Linked DNA regions of Hordeum vulgare: region 2 is linked to region 1. The links are chromatin contacts, called in public Hi-C maps. All regions are on one chromosome and are shown on one strand. The core of a region is the stretch at or near the end of the contact, and the rest is flanking DNA. Distances in the headings are between cores, read along the strand shown.

What was found. A called contact is a pair of places that touch in the nucleus more often than the background predicts.
Region 2: a Hi-C map of leaf shows a contact between it and region 1, with 4 times the contacts expected there. The contact joins the promoter of LOC123444582 here to the promoter of LOC123444541 in region 1. A contact is called at or near these places in 4 of 6 Hi-C or Micro-C datasets (leaf and seedling) and 1 of 1 datasets of contacts at active chromatin or transcription factors (embryo).

Annotation. Positions count from the first base shown.
Region 1 is chr1H:451,745,621-451,751,847 of MorexV3_pseudomolecules_assembly, reverse strand. It overlaps LOC123444541 (NADH dehydrogenase [ubiquinone] 1 alpha subcomplex subunit 1), which reads left to right and starts at 3,069. Exons shown (of 3, transcript XM_045121300.1): 1 at 3,069-3,290; 2 at 3,384-3,467. The coding sequence starts at 3,174. The coding sequence ends at 3,467.
Region 2 is chr1H:452,247,819-452,254,045 of MorexV3_pseudomolecules_assembly, reverse strand. LOC123444582 (B3 domain-containing protein Os05g0481400) reads right to left here and starts at 3,474. Exons shown (of 7, transcript XM_045121362.1): 1 at 3,295-3,474; 2 at 3,007-3,066; 3 at 2,799-2,897; 4 at 689-723; 5 at 431-602; 6 at 132-338. The coding sequence starts at 3,387.

The sequences.
Region 1 (6,227 bases), core at 1,820-4,319:
CCTGAAACGTTCTATTCATGTTCGCGCGCCCTAAAAGGCTCTTTTTTAGAGCGAGCCGTTTAGATAACGCTGTGTATACTGAGTGGAAGGTCAGCCTCGTACGACGATAGGAAAATGAGCAGAAAATACTACTACCGCAGATACGCCTCGCCCACGCACCTTGTTGTCACAGCCCGGTGCGGAAAAGGGCTCCCGGCCCGGGACAAAAGCGCCGTCTCCATCCATCTCGCACGTCCCCGGCCGGGCTAGCTTTCCATGCTCTCGTTTCGTGCAAAGCAGCAATATTTTGGGGGCTTTCGGCACGGATCCAGGAGCCCTTGTCACCAACAGGATCCGGGCCTCCTCCTTTCCCATGATCTTGTTTCGCGTAATGGAAAAGCACACTGGAGTAGTGGAGCAGCTCCAAGTCCCAACTTGCAACCCTGCGGGATTCCATGAGCTGATGAGCACGACCAACGCACTGCCCAAACTCCGGTTGGCATTCTTTGGAGTGGCCGTCAGCATTTCATGCAAATTGTACTACTATATGATTCTTTTAATAATTCTTATTGTGAGATACTATATGAAAACATTTACATTTTCTTAGCGGAAAACACATTCAGATTTTCTTCAATGATGCCAACCCGAACCCGTTTTACATTAGAAAAAAAACTGGCCCATTTGTAACAAAAAAAACTCGGCCATGGATCCAATTTCTGGACCACCGGAGCCTGAAATCCCGGCCCATTCATCTGGCCCATCATTCTCCACTCAGAAGACCAAGTCCAGAGCTGCCCAGTTCCCAAACCGCTGGATAGCTCCCGAACCGTATTCTTATGATTGCTTTCATAATTCAGATCTTAAAAACACACACACACATGTAGTTCTATTCATACTCATAGCGATTACAGCTATACTGTTGGATCCCAGATCCAGATCCAAAAAAACTACAAAGTCACACTTAAAACTAAGAATTACAATGAAATCTTTTGGAAAACCTTCTTCATGGTATCAATCTCTGTTAAAATAAATACTCCAAAAACTTTAGTAAAGAGGCTGTAAATAGACTAGCACAACGATGTCGTCCCTCTTTCATCTGCACAAACATTACCAATAGTGATTTTTAAAAAGACATTCAGTTGCCCATTCAAAAAGATGAAAAGCCTTGACCAATGAAAGTACTTGGGCTAGAGAAGATCGCCTAGAAGTGCGGACCATCGAATCACGATATCGTCACAATATGAAAGATTTCACCTCCACAAAAAAAACCAACATAAATTCATCAGATCCGAATAATCGAACCTACGAGGACAAAAAACTCTTAAACCTCATTACATGAAGAGTACTTTTATTCTCACAAAATACGAAAATCACTAGATGTTTGACAAAAACATAAGGCTGGTCGTAATGAGAGTATCATAGGTAGTATCATGCATGCGAACTAATCGATTTTGATGGGGTGACATAGAATTAAATAAAAAAAAGAGGGTTGAATATCATATTATGATACCGTATCATATTAAATATTGTGCTACTACTCATGCATGGCAATAAATAACCTATTCTATGATACTACTCCGTCTCGGTTTATAAGGCCCTTCCCAGTGCATCGGTGCTAAGCGTGCCACATAGACAAAACAATGATGTGGCAAATCAATTAAAGAGGAGAGAGAGCATTATGGTGACCCCAGGAAAAAACGATGCTAAACGCGTGAACCTATGTAAAAACACTACTTCCTCCGTCTCGGTGTATAAGTCATTCGCGTAGTTCTAGGTCACCGATTTGAGAAATTAAATATATGTTATATGTCATAAAAAGTATATCACTAGATTTCTACATGGATGTAGTTTTTAAAAATATATTTTTTGTCACATATGATACATATTTAGATAGTTAAATTGTCAACTTATAACTACGCGAATGATTTATACACCGGGATGGAGGTAGTACCAACCAATGCATGAAGAAGTTTAATTATTAAAGAATTCCATGAAAAAAGCTTACCAATAAAAGCTAAGCACCTATGCATTGGGGAGACTAGTTGTTAAGGTTTTTAATATACTTAGCACCTCATCTAAGCACCAATGCATTGGAAGAGGCCTAAGTCATCTTAGGTTGTGCACCGCAACCAAGACGGAAAGAAAAACAAGAGAAATTAATGTTAACTTGCTAATTAATACCATTACATGCAATGAATTGACCAATGCATGTCGTGCTAGTTAGTCTCAAGCCATTAAAAACATACACGCCACACGTCTCTTATTGGTTGATTTCTTTATTCAAGTCAAAAAACAAGAAACGAGATTAAAGTTAATGCATCGTGCCTAGTGTTTTGGAATTATTTGGTTTTGTTAAGATGACTTGTAAACCGAGACGGAGAGAGTATGCATTACACACGTAGTATCATTCATTAGTATCAGATACTAGTATATAATACTTCTGTTACAACCAGCCTAACAACTTTAAAGATGCGAGGTTCCCTCACTTTACATCGTTAAGAGCAAGTACAATAAGGTGACATAAGCAAGCTATAAGGATTAGAATATTTTATTTTTGCTTAGTTGGATGAGAGAGAAGATAAGCGGGCTCTTGATGAGTAGCCGTCTGCAACACGAGACCCAAGACACTTTATGAGATTGTAAGGTGAGTCAACTACTAATAAAGTAGTACACATCTAAAACTTACTATTGTATATGTCGGCTATTAGGTTGATTTTATATGACATGACAACTTTTTATAACCGATTGTTGGCTGTATTATTAACCATGCTCCCGTAGGATGTAAGGGGACCAAAGATCCCGACGATGCCGGATGTAGCGCCGTTCACGAAACCCCCACGCGTGCGTGGTAGCTCCGATCAGATTTTGACTAATCACTCGAACTCCGGCTCTTCAGATCTTGTTTTGTTCTATGACGCCACTAACCCAAACCCAATTTTCATCAGAAGATATCCTGACCCATTCTGGTAAAAAAGAAAAGAAAAAACTCGGTCATGGATCCAATCCGAAGACCGTCGAAGCCGGAAAGCCCGGCCCATGCAACTGGCCCAACGTTCCTCCACTCAGACCAAGTCCAGACTCCAGAGCCGCCCGTTCGGCCTCGCGACCCCAGTTTCCCCAACCGCCGGATAGCTCGCGAATCTGCTCCTCGTCGCCGTCCCCGATCCGTCCGCCGTCTCCCCGTCCGGCTCCCGATGGCTCGGTTCCGGTTGCACTGGCTGGAGGCCATGCTGCCGCTGGGCATCATCGGCGGCTTCCTCTGCATCATGGGCAACGGCCAGTACTACATCCACAAGGCCGCGCACGGCAGGGTACCCCCTCCCTTTCCCCATTCCCCCCTCCCTCCCGAATCCCGATCCGAATCTCTCTCGTGCTGAGGCGGGCGCGTGGTTTGTTGGATGCAGCCGAAGCACATCGGGAACGACATGTGGGACGTCGCCATGGAGCGCCGTGACAAGAAGCTCGTCGACAAGCCGGCCGCCAACTAGGTGCGGATCTGATCCCTGGCCCTCCCCATCTTCTGCCGGCGGCCCCTCGTGGGTTTCTGGGGGCTTGGCTCTGTGATGGAATTCTAGGGTTTGGGCTGGTGTTAGGTCAGAATAGCCTCCTGTTTTATTGTTGGATACGAGGTGTTTTTGTGGGGGGTTAAAAATTGGGAGTGTCTCGTGGGAATTCGCGCTTTTCTCTGTAGCTGTATTGTCGTGTTTGATTGGTAGTGCTTTGCAGATCATTGGCGACTTCCTGATGCTGCCGTGCCACTGTTATGCCTGACAGAATTGGATTGCAATATGCTAGACTTGTACTGAATTCTGATTTGGTTGGTGCTGTATGGTAGCCCTATTTTCCTTACCGAAATGATGGTACAGCTTGGGTTCTTGCGTTATTTGAATGTAAGGCTAGTTTAGGAAATGGGAGCACACCAAGCTCCTTCTTGATGAAAGAAATGTCATCTGACTGGGTCTTTGAGGTGGGAGAAATGATACTTTGGGCTTTGGGGTTGGCAGAGTTTCCTCTGGTCGTCTACTCCAGTGAGAAAAAAAACTTACTACTCAAGCTTTCTTTCTCCTATCTTTTAAAGAATGATGATCTAGGCAGCTACATTCATCAGTTTATCTAAGTAGACCTCTCTCCAGACTCATGGGAATCCCTGTAGGCTGGCCCTAGAATGGAAACCATGACTGTTTTTACACCTCTAGCAGGCTTGCAAAATGATCTTCGTTTTACATTGTTCCCTATCTTCCTTTCATCATCTTGTGATTGCCCGGTCCATTCTTGTTTTCCTCAATAGTATTATCCTTCCTCTGTGTCTGATCACTTCATGAATAACTATAGTGTTGATGATAATTCTTTGTTTTAACTGTTACCACTTCACATTGCCATTGTTTGAGCAGTATTCTTAAAAATGTAATTGGAAGCTAACAACATAATATTAGCTTCATCTGAAACAATTTTGCCTTCCATTTCCTGTTGCATTCCTACCAGCAACTGCTATTGAAATTACACTGCTCAGTGCTCACCATAAGTTTTGTGTTGCCAAATTACTCTGTTTGGTTGAATTCAATGGTTGTTGTTAACTGACATTAAGTCTCCCTTTTATGTCTGTGGGGTTGTGACTCAGATTTTTTGTTAACCTCTCTCCTTGTAGTTTCGTATTATATTCCTATTTGCTGAATCCAGTTGTTCCTGTCCATAACGTCCTATGATCTTCAGTACCTTTTCACTTTCATCTCTACAACAACAACAAAGCATTTCAGTCCCAAACAAGTTGGGGTAGGCTAGAGTTGAAACCCAGAAGAAATCGAAATCAAGTCATGGTTCTGGCACATGTATAGCTAACTTCCACACACTCCTCTCCATGACTAAATCTTTGGTGATATTTCAGTCCTTCGGGTCTCTTTTTACGGACTCATCCCATGTCAAGTTTGGTCTACCTCGACCTCTCTTGACATTGTTAGCGTGCACTAACCGCCCGCTATGCACTGGTGCTTTTGGAGGCCTACGTTGAACATGCCCAAACCATCTTAGACGCTGTTGGACAAGCTTCCCTTCAATCGTCGCCACAACTCTCTCACATATATCATCATTCCGGACCCGGTCCTTTCTTGTGTGGCCACACATCCATCTCAACATGCGCATCTCTGCCAGACTTAGCTGTTGGACATGTTGCCTTTTAGTTGGCCAACAGTCAGCACCATACAACATCGCAGGTCGAATCGCTAGCCTATAAAACCTGCCTTTTAGCTTTTGTGGAACTCTCTTTTCACAGAGAATGCCAGAAGCTTGGCGCCACTTCATGCATCCAGCTTTGATTTGATGCATCACATCTTCATGAATATCACCATCCTTCTGCAACATCAACCCCAAATACCGAAAGTTGTCCTTCTGAGGTACTACCTGCCCATTAAGGCTATGTTAGGTTACGCCCTTCCCTGCGTGGTTTTGGGCCCAAACCACAGGGATCCACGCGGATCGGCCCCACTAGGAAATAATCTCCGTCTTTTCGTTTTGATGTTTTCGGTTAAGCCTCGAGCGGATCTTATCCCGGTCTAGATCCGTGAAATCCGCGAGGAAAAAATCAGCCCACCCGTGGAAAAAAATCAGCTTCGTCTCTGTTTCGTACGTAGGTCTCTCATCGACGCAATCGAAGCGGGGGCGGGTGCTTAACCGAATGGAAGAAAAAGGCTGTGATCTCTTTGTGGCAGGGAGTCAACCCCCACGGGGTCAGGTGCTGACACCCAATCCCTGCAGGGATTAGTTCCACTAGGGGAACTAATCTCTAGTTCCACTAGGGGAACTAATCTCTAGTAACCGAACAAGTCAAGTTCTTATTCAGTAACACTTTGTATTTTCCCATTGCATTGGTGAATTTTATTCATTTTTTGATGGTTCTGGAACAAAAATAGGTCCGACGGGAATGTTCTACACTTGGATATTCTAGAAGCAAGAATCTGTGATGTGTGTTTTCATGGTATTTATGTGTTGTGCTCTGTTTTTTTGCTTTGTAATCCGGGTAATGAAAATTCAGTTATTGTCGAAAAAAGGAACTGCGATGCGTGTGACTCGTATTTCCTCTGTTCCTAAATATAAGTCTTTGGAGAGATTCTACTACGGACTACATATGTGTAGATTCACTCATTTGGCTCCGTATGTAGTCCTTAGTGGAATGTCTAAAAAGACTTATATTTAGGAACTGAGGGAGTAGTTATGAAGTAGCTTATCTTTAGCTAATACTTGCATTGAAAGTTAGT
Region 2 (6,227 bases), core at 2,225-4,724, 500 kb before region 1:
CCTTAATTGGGTCCCCGCAAAGAAAGACCACCTTAATTGGAAGTTGCGACAAGATTGCGAGTTTTTGCAGCTATAATACGGAAGTTTATCTGTTCCAGATTAATGAGGAACTAGAGAAAGACAGTTAGTACCTTAAATCTGTCAGGCTCGGCTAATTCAAAGACCAATGAATCCCCATCTTCCAAGTCATGGTGCATTGAGAAGCCTCTCCATCCACCACTCAGACCTGTTCGATTTCCGATGTATACAGCGTCAAATTCAACACCCTCTTCATCCTCTAACACCATCTTATGTTCTCTGGGAGGCAGATGATCTTTGCAGAAACTAGACGGGAGACCCTTGTGTAAAGGAAAGTTCGTAACCGTGACTATTAGTTGATGACGCATATGTGTCAAAATTAGTTAAACAAAATCCAGGGACAGCATCTTACAAGCCAAAAGCAGCTGGATACATGTGACCTAACCATGTTCTTGACAAACGACGGGTTGTCAGGGTCTAGACTATCTTGAAGTTTCTCAGCTCTTTTAAAAGCACGCTGTTGTTGTTGGTAAGAAGAAATTCTCCCAGTGTATCCCCTACCATTGTCTGAACTTTTACTTATCCTGATCAACAAAGGAGAGTAACCAATTAAATTGAGAAGGGGACAACCATGTCCAAGATTAATCAACAAAGTTAGTGAAACTACTACCTTCTGCGGCGCACAAAATCATCGAGTTCGGGAAACTGCAAAAACAAATAAATGAAAGCCTGGTGTCAACATAAGCGTGGCAACCCAAAAACAAATTAAAGCACTTCATGAACAAAATGAAAGGGCCTCCTTGCACTTCAACTTAACCGAGTAACAGATCACATGATGTACCAAACAAAGTTAAAACAGCATCTGGAGACAAATCAACGCAGTGAGGAACCATTTTGTAAACTACTCATTTCAGGTTGCCATGAACTTCGGAGTTGGCAAAAACTTATCTTTTTCGAATTTGCAGCTGTTGTCTACAGATTTAGAAACAGAACATCAATATATAACTTCATATAGCACGTGTATTTCAATAATGACTGCGGTAGCAGACACGTTTTTTTTTTTAAGAAAAGGAGGAAGACCCCCGGCCTCTGCACCTGGACGATGCATGCAGCCAATTTATTAATTATTCACAAAACCTTACAAAGTAATACGGAGTATATCAGTAAGTCTGAAACCACCATCTTGACAACATTTGTCGCTACTCCTATCCACTTGATGAAGGAGTGCCAATAGTCCGAGCCGAATACCAAACAGACCTCACAGCAAAGCCTAACATCTAAAACCGCAGGCCCCAACCAAGCCACATTGTCGGGTCTGGGTCACACACCGGTTCGGCACACTCTCAAAGGCGGCCGCCGCCATCTTCCACCGAAACATCTTCAGAGCAGTTACTGAAGCATCGACCTTGCCCGGCCTGCCGTCAACGTCACCACGACGGCAGACAACGCCATCCTCCCGCGCTAGTCCGTCTACATGCACCGGACACTGAGACGCCACAACGCCACGCCGCCGATATCCGACGTCGTCAATGCGTAAGAAGTAGCACCGCTCCACCTCTGGGCCCCTTCAGTCAGCAACTCTCGCAACGCCGGCGCAAGTCCGGCACCAGGAAAGGACGCAGGAAATCATGATCTTCAAGACGACGCCCTCAGGAGGGGAAGCGGCGTGAATCGACGCCATCGTCCATCCCTGCACCGCAGGACCTAGGCTTTCACCCGAAGAAAGTGACCCGAGAGCGAAAGAGGCCAAAGAGCTCCAAGACAGCCCCCGGGAGGAGAGCGACATCCGTAGACGCCGTGCCATTGGCTTTCGCTCGGTGCCACCGTACCTCCGCACCCTCACGTTGTCGGATGAAGACGAGAAACCCCAACGTCACCGGCCTGCGAACCAACTGGCCCAAGCACCTCCTACGCGGCAACAGCGCCATCACCATCCAGGACCACCAACCTCACCGTCGGCCGAAGACGACAGGCCAGATCGGGCCGAGCCCCCCGTGGCCAGATCTGACACCTTGGGACGCCATCGCGTCGAGGCAGCCACAAGCAGCCGGCAGACCATCACCCACGAGAGGACAAGGACGCCAAGCCGGACAGCCACCACGCCGGCCGAAGACGCCGAGGACGAGCCTCCCACCACCACGGGCTCACACCACAAGCTAAGGCAATCGCACGCGTGGAGAGCCCCGCCGCCGCTGTCCTCCGGCGCGGGCTTCGCTCAGCGGAGCAGGTATGGATCCCCCGAGCCGCCCTAGGGACGACATGGGGTCAGATGCGTTTTTTCTGGACCCTCCCGAGAGCGGAGCTTCCAAGGAGTGCGACCCCGATGATATACAATTACAAACCCCATCCCAACCGATGCATCAGATTGCAAGAATGGCAGAAACAACTTTCACAAGCATATACGCGTTGAAATATATTGCCCGTCTTCCTTCATCAATTCGAACTTTTGGATGAGTTGGTTGAAGCATGAATTTAATATACTAGTATCAAAGCAAAGAGGTCTTGAGCTCAAGACCCTACCAACACAGTATTAAAACAAAAAGATTATGCGGTGTACATCGATCCCACGTCTAAGGACTAAAATAACCTAGACGTAAGAGGAGTGTTGAAACATATTGTCTTTCTTTCTCCATCAGTTTGATTTTTTAGATAAGTTGGTTGGAGCATGAATTCAATAATACGCTCCTTCAAACAAAGTAGGGTACAATTATTATTTTTGTCAATTTTCAGAAATGAAAGTAAACAAATCTCACGAAGCGGACAGCCTAAAGAGAACTCACATCATCCTTGTAGGAGACAGTGGTCCTGGCCCTGGAGGAGCGCCTGACTTCAGTGCTAGCATCGAACTTCTTCCTGGGCTTTGGGCTGGCGCGAGCGCTCTGCAGAAACAAGGACATCGAATCAACCGATGGCAACCGCACAGATTCAAACCCCCTAACACACACACTGGATCCCGGATTGAAAGTACAGTTGCTGCGATGCGCGCACCTTGTCCGGCTGTCTCGTGGCCTGGATCAAACTCTTGGCCATCTTGGATATTCCCAAATCCTGCGGAAAGGGGGGAAAGAGGCAAAGAAATTAGTTTTTTTTTCTTTAAAAGAAAATCCCAAGCCGGCCAGGGCGAAGAATCCAGAGGCAAATCGGCAGCGAGCATCGTCGCGAAATGCCTCATCTTTCGCGCATCTGCTACTGCGCGTAAGAAAAGGGGGGGAGGGAAGGGGATTGGTTGGTGCTGGTTCGCTGGGCGTTTCCGAGCGAGAGAGTACCAATGCCTACCTCGAGGTGCTTGAGGTTGTCGAGGATCCGCTTCCGGCGCTCCTCCTCGTAGGCGGCGCCCGCGCCGGCGCTGCCCGCCTCCGTCGTCGCCATGGGCGGCCGCGCCTTTTCCTCTCTCGTGTGTGCCTACGCGGAGGGCGAGACGCGGGTCAAAGGGGAGGGTCAAAGTCTTTCCGTGGCCTTTTGGAGAGAGAGGGAGTGGCCGGCCTTTGTGAGACGCACACGGCCACCGGCTAGGGAATTTTGAATTTGAACGGAACGGAATCCGATCCGACCGATGCGTCCTACGGCAACGGCGACGGCGACGGCTGGTGTCCATCGCCGTGCGACTGTCGGGTGGGCCCATGTGTTCCTACCACGGTGTATCGATTGTAGAATGAATGCAAAGAGACATAGAGTCCAAATGATCCACTAGTTTTATTGCAATGTGGGAGACCCACTTATATACAAGATGAAGGGATGTGTTGAGAAGACACATTTTCCCCAACAGACACCTCCTGGAAGGCATCCCTCCCATACAATTGATCACATGTTTTATTTCTCAACACTCCCCCTTGATCAATTCATCATCTGTATATTGAAAACTGAAAACTTCTTCAAAAATCTTGTGGGAAAAATTGAGGAGAAACCTTATAATAATATGCCATCGAAAACTCCTTTAAAACCCAGTGGAAAAAATATAAGGAGAAACCAATATGGCATACATCCGCACTTGTATTTATATTATCTCGTTAAAAACCTTATATGAGAAACCATCTTGGAAAACTCATAAAGGGAAAAAGAGTACAATATGAATGATCCGAAGATCACCAACAGGTTATAACATGGGATTTTACTTCCCCTGAATTTTGCAAACATCAATGTTGTCTCATACCAATTCCACGAATGCGATTCTGGAATATAAACGTTGGTAGAGACATTGTGAATCTCACAATAATTTGTTTGCAGATTATTCTCTTACATTTCTGTAATCCACGAGGATAAATATAACCCATAAGCAATACAAGTGATATTATCTTGGTAGATAATGATCTTTGATTCCAATGAATCTCATGTATATCTTGTCATGCTTCAAACATAGTTATTGCCGAATGATTATAGGAAGGACTCATTTAGAGTCTATTCTGAAGGCTTCACTCAGAATACTCTTCCATTAAATCCAGTTTTTGATATGGCATTGTTGGGATCGGATTATCAGCCACTATCAGGATATCACACCATGGTCCCATCTTAATTATCTCAATGGAATTAATCAAGACTGTTTGTGTCTTGGACATATCCGAAGATATTTCTTACACCAACCATTATACCTTTTATTGGGGATTGCACTCTCAATAAATTGCCAAAAAAATAGTGTCAGGACTGACTTACTTTGCAATATACATGAGTGCTCCGATGGTACTCAGATGTGGAACTTCATGTCCATTATCACTTCACCATCTCACATGGACTTGTGTCCCGTGTCAGGTATAATATGACCATATGTGTCTTTGATAAGATATATCAATATTGAACGTTTTCAATATTTCCAGATATATAAAGACTGACATACATTTATTCCCGGGGGATTTTGCTAAAGCTATAAACTTAGCATCATTTGGCTTGACCCAAATATCCGTGTCAAAATGATTGTGTGTATTTAATATGTCTTGTATAGACATTGATGGTAAGATCATCCACATCAATAATAAGATGTAAATCCAATTCATGATATCTTCATGAATACACATCAACAATCATCCGAATTAGAGTAATCCTTGTCAAGGAGTAACTCACTTAGTCGGTTGTACCACACGACTCTTCGACCAAATTTAGAGTCAAAGAATGACTTCTGAAGCTTCACACACATGTTGTGATTTATCATTGGATTCGGAATATTAAGCCATTTAAACGACTTCAATATATATATCCGAACTGAATTATCCATGTGAGTATGTAGTCATTACATACATCAACGGTATGGATTTGTACTGCCAATTCAGTATCGAAACATAATTGCACTCATACCTAGAAGGTATGCTACATCATAACTGATGTCGGGTCTCTGCGGAAACCCATGTGCTACAAGTTTCGCTTTCTCACCACCTCATCTATTTCGTTTCTGAACGAAAAATCACTTCTCTTCACTACGGAAGATACTTATGAGGAGCAGGTTTTACTATGGTAAACACCTCTCTTTTGATGAGCGAGTGCTACTTTTCTTAATTACTTCCTTTCATTTGAACCAATATAAGTGTCAACAACACTTTCCATGGATTTTGGTTCAGGGCCCAAAAGGATTTCTGCAATTCTCAAGAAGAAATTTATGTCGACATATGTAGACTTCAATATACGATTCTCATGAATCAATATCATTAGTGGAATTCTCATTATGCCTCTTAACTCCTTGTGATTTCCCACAACAACGGAGTCAAGATGTTTCGATGTCCCAACACCATAAAAAATGTGTGCACATCGGTGTTGGGATATGGATGACGCGCATCCATAGGTGTCATTCAACGCGAGGTTGAATCACATTTACTGACCGAGGAGACTGTTTCCTCTATTTTCGCGGAAACATATGAGAACTTAATCCCATGTGACCAGAATTCTCCCCCTCTTGCTCTCATTTGGGGATACGAATGGTTATTAGGTACCTCCACTCGTTCTGGTACGAAAATTCAGTGACACCTTTGTCATCAGTAAATGTATATGGCAGTTTATTTAAAATATGTTGCAAATTCTCATAATCTGAATCTTTAGTTCAAATTCTGAAGTACGTGGACAAAATGTCTATGACATTTCTTTTGCATTTCTTGGCATTCTATGTGGTACATTTCTCCCCCTAATGCCAGAAAATGTCCTTATTGCAAAAGCAGTCAGCGTACGAGCTACAAATAACTCCCTCGCCAGGGTTAAGGTATTTGACGAATTAACAATCATACCATAGTTAT